Regions from separate parts of the Pan troglodytes genome. Here region 1 is linked to region 2. A link is a contact called in public Hi-C data. All regions are on one chromosome and are shown on one strand. The core of a region is the stretch at or near the end of the contact, and the rest is flanking DNA. Distances in the headings are between cores, read along the strand shown.

Region 1 (3,396 bases), core at 775-3,274, 47 kb after region 2:
GAGAGCCCTTGGCCCTCTAAGGATACACACCTTTTTCCTCTGTCACTCCTGCTGCTTAGAGAACTTGGTGATTAGACAGAAGTGTCCCAAGATGGGAAGAGGGGAGTCTACATCCACCTTTGCTAAACTTGCAGAAACCACCCTATTTCTCAGAGGATTCAGGGTCAGCCAAGGAAGTCAAGCCTAGCTATGGGGGACCTTTCCCGAGGGCAGAGCTTCTACTGGCCGCACAGAGAGAGTGACAGGTGCCTGGTATCCCCCTCTGTCCCACTCTTGGGCCTTTCCCCACTTCCCTACATGGCTGAGCTCTGGGGAGCTAGCCAGGCCCCAGTCTGAGGCCTGCTTAGGGACAGGGGACAGGGCATCCTCAGTGCAGGAATTCCCTGGACACCAGCCCCTGAAGGTGGGCACCAGCTTCTGTATGGCCACTGTTAATGACAGGGTGTTCATCACCTCCTGATACAGCCTGGTCCATTTCTGAGCAACTTACAGCTTGTTCAGGTTCTTTCCGGGACAGCCAGGATTACCCTGCCAGTGGTAGCACCTGCTTCGGCCTGCCCCTTCCACCTCCCATTCTGCACTCTTGGTAGTGCTGCCCTCCTAGAGCACACAGAACATTTTTCTCCATGACAGACCTTCAGGTATTTGGAAGCAGTAACCCTGTCTCCTCTGGGTGGGCACTCGGCCAGGCTAAACATTCCAGGTCCTGAGAGAGGGTGCTGCTCGGACACTGTGGGAGGCCTGCCTTCCCTTGGCAATTTGACTCCAAGATGCCTGTTTTGGAGATGGGGCCAAGGCAGTGCCTCTCAGGGAGGGGGCCACTGGGCTGGGTTTCCATCGGATTTTCTGGCTGGTGTGGGGTGCGTGATGGTGCTGCTGGAGCTGTGCTTTAGAGCAGTGGCCCTGGCTCCTGCCCTCAGATGCTTCACACGACTCCCCATTGTGCCTGGTGTCTTCTCCATAGAGAGAGTTCTCCCAGCTATCCCAGGCAGGTCAGGACGCCCAGGCTCATCAGAATGTCAGTGCTAATTTTAGTCAGAACAATCTACCTCACGCTGCTGCCCAGTTTTGCAAATTGCTAGCTTTTCTCCAGGGAACCAAAGAAATAGTAGAGCCGACCAGAGCTTTGAAAATGGGCCTGGGTGCCCACCCTCCTAAAGGAGCCCTTTCTCCTCTGTCTCCTCTGAGCTCTAGAGCTGAAACCGATGCACTTGGAGGAAGGGGTGCCCTGGACTGGACCACTTGGACCTGACTGCTGGATGGCCCGGAGACTCCATCCTGTCCTGACTTGAGGGATGGGACAGCCCAGTGTTGAGGGACGCTGACCCAGGGTGCTCCAGAGGAGGGGCGAAGGGCTGAGGGGGTCTGCAAAGTACTGGCCTGGGAGAGCAAATCTTTCCACCTCCCTCTTTTTCCTCCTCCCCCACCCCCCAGCCTGCACCAGGTCTGCCCCTGGCCCCCCAGCCTCCTCTCTCTCTCATCCACCCCCGCGTCATCCCTGCCTTGGAATTCCCTCCATCCTCCTGTCTCCATTACTGCCCACCAGCACCATACCTCCCACTCCCTCAATTTCATCCCAGCATCCCCCAGGGATCCTGCCAGTGGGATCTGATCACCATAGGGGATAGGCCAGATTGGCCCGCTCACCCTATCTTCTCCCACTTTCCAGGGGTAGAGCGCCCCCCTCCTCATGCTTTCCAACCACTACGCCCCCAAGACACTCTCCCGCCCGCCTCTCGGCCCCCATCCCGGTCTGGTCCACTCCCACCCCTCCAACCCCATGCCGGCCACTGCAGTACTCACACCGCACGCCTGGGCTCTGCCTCTGGCCCGGGTTGGGGGCGGCCGCCGCTATCTCTGGACCCTTGTCTCGAAATCCGCACGGGGTCCGAGGGTGCCCGGGGCCCTGCGCGCCGAGTGCCGGTGGCTTGCCTCTCAGCGCCTGGATGGGATCAGGTGGCAGCGTCCACTAGGCTCGCTCCTCCCGGCTCTGCCCGCCCCCCGCCCCCCGCCCCCCATCGCACACCGGAGGAAGGCGAGGGGCGGGGCCAGGCCACGAGCAAGTAGGGGAGAGGGGAGAGAGGGGAAAGGAAGGGGGACGGGGGAGGGGGGGTGGTTCCCTGGCTTGCCCGCTGGCTGCCGTGAACAGTCTCTGGGTGGCATCTTCAGATGCAGTTGTCTTACTCTGGCAACCTTGCAGAGTTGGACACTAATGTGGCCAGCTCCCTTCTCTCACTCAGGCAGGGAAACTGAGGCCGGGAAGGTGTCTGGATACTCCTGCATTGCTGGGTATTCCGGGGCACCGCCGGTCATACTTGGGCTTCTGGGTGAGCCAGATGCTGGTACACGTGCAAGTACCCACATCCTCTCTGTCCTCCTCCAGTAGAGAAGCAGTGCTCCAGCCTTGTCTGGTCCCATCTCTGCCCACACACCCCCTTCCCTTCCAGCGTGTCCCCCATACCCTCTGATGTAGCTTCTGGCTGCTCACCCATTTTTCCTCACTAGGACTCCAGACCCACTCACTCCTGACCAGAGCTATAGTGAGGCTGGGACCCCTGCCTAGGCACCTGCCACCAGGCATCAAAGAACCCAAGTTCAATCCTGGTTTGCTCTTAAATCCCAGAGTCAAGAGGCAACTCCCTAAGCCCTATTGCTTCCAGCTGTAAAATGGGAAGCTGTTCTGAGGTAGCAGAGATAATACACACGAAGGCTCCATATGAACTTCTTAGTCCTCAGCTCCCATCACCTGGGAGCTGGGCAGCAGCACCTCCCAAAGCCATGCCAGACATCAAGAGCCCTACACTGAGTTCTGTGGCTGGCCTGCACACCTGCTTTCTATTTTGCTCTGGGCCTGGTAAAGCAAGGATCCTGGAGCTGGGTAGCCACCCAAAGGTGGGACTGGAAGGGGCTGGATACGCCCTTCTAGGCCCACATAGGAAATAGTATGAGGGTCCTTGTTATGGTTGAGGAGGAGGAAATAGGGACTCTCAGAGTCAGAAGGACTGCTGGTGGCCCCAGTTCGGCCCCTTGGGCATGTCACCTTCTCTGCCCATCAATCTTCCGCTGTGTACAATATCGTGGGGGAGGAGGATCTTGAGACCTTGCCTCCTTCCCAGGGCTGTTATAAAATGAGACTCCAGGCTGGGTGCAGTGGCTCACGCCTGTAATCCCAGCACTTTGGGAGGCTGAGGCGGGCGGATCACGAGGTCAGGAGATCGAGACCATCCTGGCTAACGCGGGGAACCCCGTCTCTACTAAAAAAAATACAAAAAAATTAGCTGGGCGTGGTGGCGGGCGCCTGTAGTCCCAGCTACTCGGGAGGCTGAGGCAGGAGAATGGCGTGAACCCAGGAGGCGGAGCTTGCAGTGAGCGCAGATAGAGCCACTGCACTCCAGC
Region 2 (3,532 bases), core at 812-3,311:
GCTGGTCGGAGGGCACTATGTGCTCCCCTAGCACCTCCTTCACCACATGCTTCCTCTTGGTGGCCTGAGACATGCTGAAGTTGTCCCACGCTGGTTAGGAACGAAGACACTGTCAACTCCTCCTCCTGAGTTCCTTGGATGGCAGGCTCAGAACCCAGGACTGTTCTGAAGATGGGGAGGGGCCTTTTACTGAGGGGTGACACGGTGTCTTGGTTAAGAACATGGGTTCTGAAGTCTAACTGCCTGGATTCAAATCCTACCTTGGTTTATTTCCTAACTATTCAACTTCTCTAGGTCCCAGAGAAATAACAGCTAACTCAGCACTGTTACAGTATGGTATGAGGCCACCACTTCTCCTGTTGGCCTTCTTCGTTTCTCCCCAACCTCCCCTTTTCCCTAGTTTATAAGACAGGAGAAAAGGGAGAAAGCAAAAAGTTGGAAAGAAACAGAAGTAAGATAAATAGCTAGATGACCTTGGCACCACCACCTGGCCCTGGTGGCTAAAATAATAATAATCTTATTAACCCCTGACCAAAACTACTGGTGTTATCTGTAAATTCTAGACATTGTATAAGAAAGCACTGTAAAACTTTTTGTTCTGTTAGCTGATGTATGTAGCCCCCAGTCACGTTTCTCACGCTTACTTGATCTATTATGACTTTTTCACGTAGACCCCGTAGAGTTGTAAGCCCTTAAAAGGGCTAGGAATTTCTTTTTCGGGGAGCTTGGCTCTTAAGACACGAGTCTGCCGACGCTCCCGGCCGAATAAAAAAACCTCTTCCTTCTTTAATCTGGTGTCTGAGGGGTTTTGTCTGCGACTCGTCCTGCTACAACAGAATGGGACAATACAATGCATGTCATGTAAAAGTAACTCCGGCCGGGCGCGGTGGCTCACGCCTGTAATCCCAGCACTTTGGGAGGCCGAGGTGGGCGGATCACGATGTCAGGAGATCGAGACCATCCTGGCTAATACGGTGAAACCCCCTCTCTACAAAAATACAAAAAATTAGCCGGGCGTGATGACGAGCGCCTGTAGTCCCAGCTACTCGGGAGGCTGAGGCAGGAGAATGGCGTGAACCCGGGAGGCGGAGCTTGCAGTGAGCCGAGATCGCGCCACTGCACTCCAGCCTGGGCGACAGAGCAAGACTCCGTCTCAAAAAAAAAAAAAAAAAAAAAAAAGTAACTCCTATAATCTTAAGTACTGGTGTAATATAAAACTATACGCATGCTCCAGAGAAGTCATCCTGGCAACCTCTCTGGAAGGAGTTTGAAATAAACCGTATCTTTCTCAACACGCTTGTACACCCCAAGTCTAGCATAGTCACACAACAGAGAAGTTCAGTCTGGCAACACACTACAGCCGGAGACAAATTAGGTGGCCACCGTGATGGTCCAAGCCAGGAACTAGTTAATTAAAGGTTGAGGTGAGCAGGCTTGTCTGCGACATTTGCATATTTCTGACTTGCGTACTTAGAAGACGAAGGCCAGTACCCTTAAGACTGATGGTTTCCGAAGGAAACACTGTCATCTCTAGTTGCTGTCCTCCTTCCTCCTCCCTGTCTATCCCGGAGAAAAGACCCTCAGAGAAACACCCACACTTAGTCTCTGGCCCTCGGCTCCCAGGAACGCTGCCGGAGCAACCCCGCCGTCTAGGCTGGACGCTGAGAGAGGATCGTCCACGACTCACTTCAAGGCTGAACCAAGAAAACACAGTAAAGGAACTTGCCGGCGGCCGCGACGGTAGCGTCAGCTAGAAATCAGGTCTCCAGTGTTCCCAGTTCCCACCAGTCCAACTGCGAGGAGTGCGACGTGAGTCTGAGTCTGATCCCTCCGAAAACCGTACTTCCGGCGCTGTCTCGGAGGCCTCCGGTCCCCTCCCTTGTCCGTCTTCTAACTCTTCCCCACGCCAGGTCCGTCAAGCCTAAGTCCTTGAGTTCCGGGTCCGGGCAGCAGAGAAAGGAAGTCCTCTCCCTGGAGGCCTATCTCCCTCAGAACTGCGCGAGAAGCGAGACCTTAGAAGGCAGGGCTTCCCGCGAAGGACCGGAAAGCAGCGCCTACTAAGGACGCCGTCGAGGTCCGGGGCGCCTCAACTCTATAGCTCTAACTGGCTAGAAGTGCCCAACGTGGAAGGTTTCTTTTTTAAAGGCGGCTCTTGAAGCGACCCGGAAACGGAAGTGGAAGAAAGTTCTAGTGGCTTGAGGTATCCGCAGGAGCGGCCGGGTGGCGGGAGGAACCGTTACGGGAACTGAAGTTGCGGGTGAGCGCCAGCCGCGGAGCAGGGCCCTGACTGGAGGCCAGAGGGGTTGCGGGGAGAAGGGGAGGAGAGGGGTCGCAGGCGCTGTGGCGGGCCCTGGGGGAGAGCTTGGCCGCGCTGCGGGGAGGGGGCGGGGTGCGGCGCGTGGGAGCCGGGCCGCGGGAAGGGGCGGGCCGCAGCGGCGCTCGGTGGGGGCGGAGCTGGGGCGCGGCGTGAACCCCGCGGGCGGGGAGCGGGTGTGCGCAGCGCTAGGTGTGCGCTTCGCCCTGTAGGTAGAGAGACCCTTTGGTTAGCTTTCCACGCCAAGTGGCCGTTCCAGGCAGTCAGTGTCGTCTTGGTTCAGCCAAGGTCACAGAGGGAGTGACAGCTTCCGCGCAGCCCTGGCTACGGACTCTGGGAATCTTTCCACTGCCCCGCTTGCGCCACCTGTTAGGCAGGATCGTTTTTCCTCTGGGGCAAGATCAAAATCCAGGTCCTGCAGGAAGAAACTCCTCTTAAAAATAGTAGGGAAGAGTCTCCCTGGAACTGGTTTCTCCTTTCAGGATGAGGGGGATCGAGCAAGCCACGGTAGCCCCTGGCTTGGCTTCCTCTTACTATGAGATTGCTCGTGGGCCCTTAGGAGTTCCAGGTCTTCAGCCCTAATCTGCCTTTTTTTTGGGATTCCTAGATTAAGCCTGATCAAGATGACAACCTCCCAAAAGCACCGAGACTTCGTGGCAGAGCCCATGGGGGAGAAGCCAGTGGGGAGCCTGGCTGGGATTGGTGAAGTCCTGGGCAAGAAGCTGGAGGAAAGGGGTTTTGACAAGGTGTGGGGTGGCTGCGTGTACCTAGTGCAAGCGGGGGGTGGAAGGGAAGTGATTCCATCTGCTGGGGGATGGACAGTAAGGTATAATCTGAAGAGGCTGCCAGAGCCTGGGCACCTGGTGGAGAGGAGAGGGGGGCAAAACCTGCGCTGCTTCCTGGGCTTGTGTGCTCTGAATGGCACAGGAATGGCTGTCTTGCTCTTATCTCTCACTGAGCACTGAGCAGCACGCCCCTTCCTTTTCCCTGTTTTGCAGGCCTATGTTGTCCTTGGCCAGTTTCTGGTGCTAAAGAAAGATGAAGACCTCTTCCGGGAATGGCTGAAAGACACTTGTGGCGCCAACGCCAAGCAGTCCCGGGACTGCTTCGGATGCCTTCGAGAGTGGTGCGACGCCTTCTTGTGATGCTCTCTGGGAAGCTCCTAATCCCCAGCCCTCATCCAGAGTTTGCAGCCGAGTAGGGACTCCTCCCCTGTCC

The links. Hi-C and Micro-C count contacts between places; a contact is called where the count stands out from the background.
Region 1: a contact with region 2 is called in a Hi-C map of stem cell-derived neural progenitor cells, with 1.8 times the contacts expected there. The contact joins the promoter of GAL3ST3 here to the promoter of BANF1 in region 2. A contact is called at or near these places in 1 of 7 Hi-C or Micro-C datasets (stem cell-derived neural progenitor cells) and 1 of 1 datasets of contacts at active chromatin or transcription factors (stem cell-derived excitatory neurons).

Annotation. Positions count from the first base shown.
Region 1 is chr9:68,377,338-68,380,733 of NHGRI_mPanTro3-v2.0_pri, forward strand. GAL3ST3 (galactose-3-O-sulfotransferase 3) reads right to left here and starts at 2,025. Exons shown (of 3, transcript XM_016921284.4): 1 at 1,804-2,025.
Region 2 is chr9:68,330,383-68,333,914 of NHGRI_mPanTro3-v2.0_pri, forward strand. It overlaps BANF1 (BAF nuclear assembly factor 1), which reads left to right and starts at 2,062. Exons shown (of 3, transcript XM_016921282.3): 1 at 2,062-2,200; 2 at 2,922-3,060; 3 at 3,313-3,532. The coding sequence starts at 2,938. The coding sequence ends at 3,459. It overlaps EIF1AD (eukaryotic translation initiation factor 1A domain containing), which reads right to left and starts at 1,849. Exons shown (of 8, transcript XR_010147257.1): 1 at 1,727-1,849; 2 at 1-165.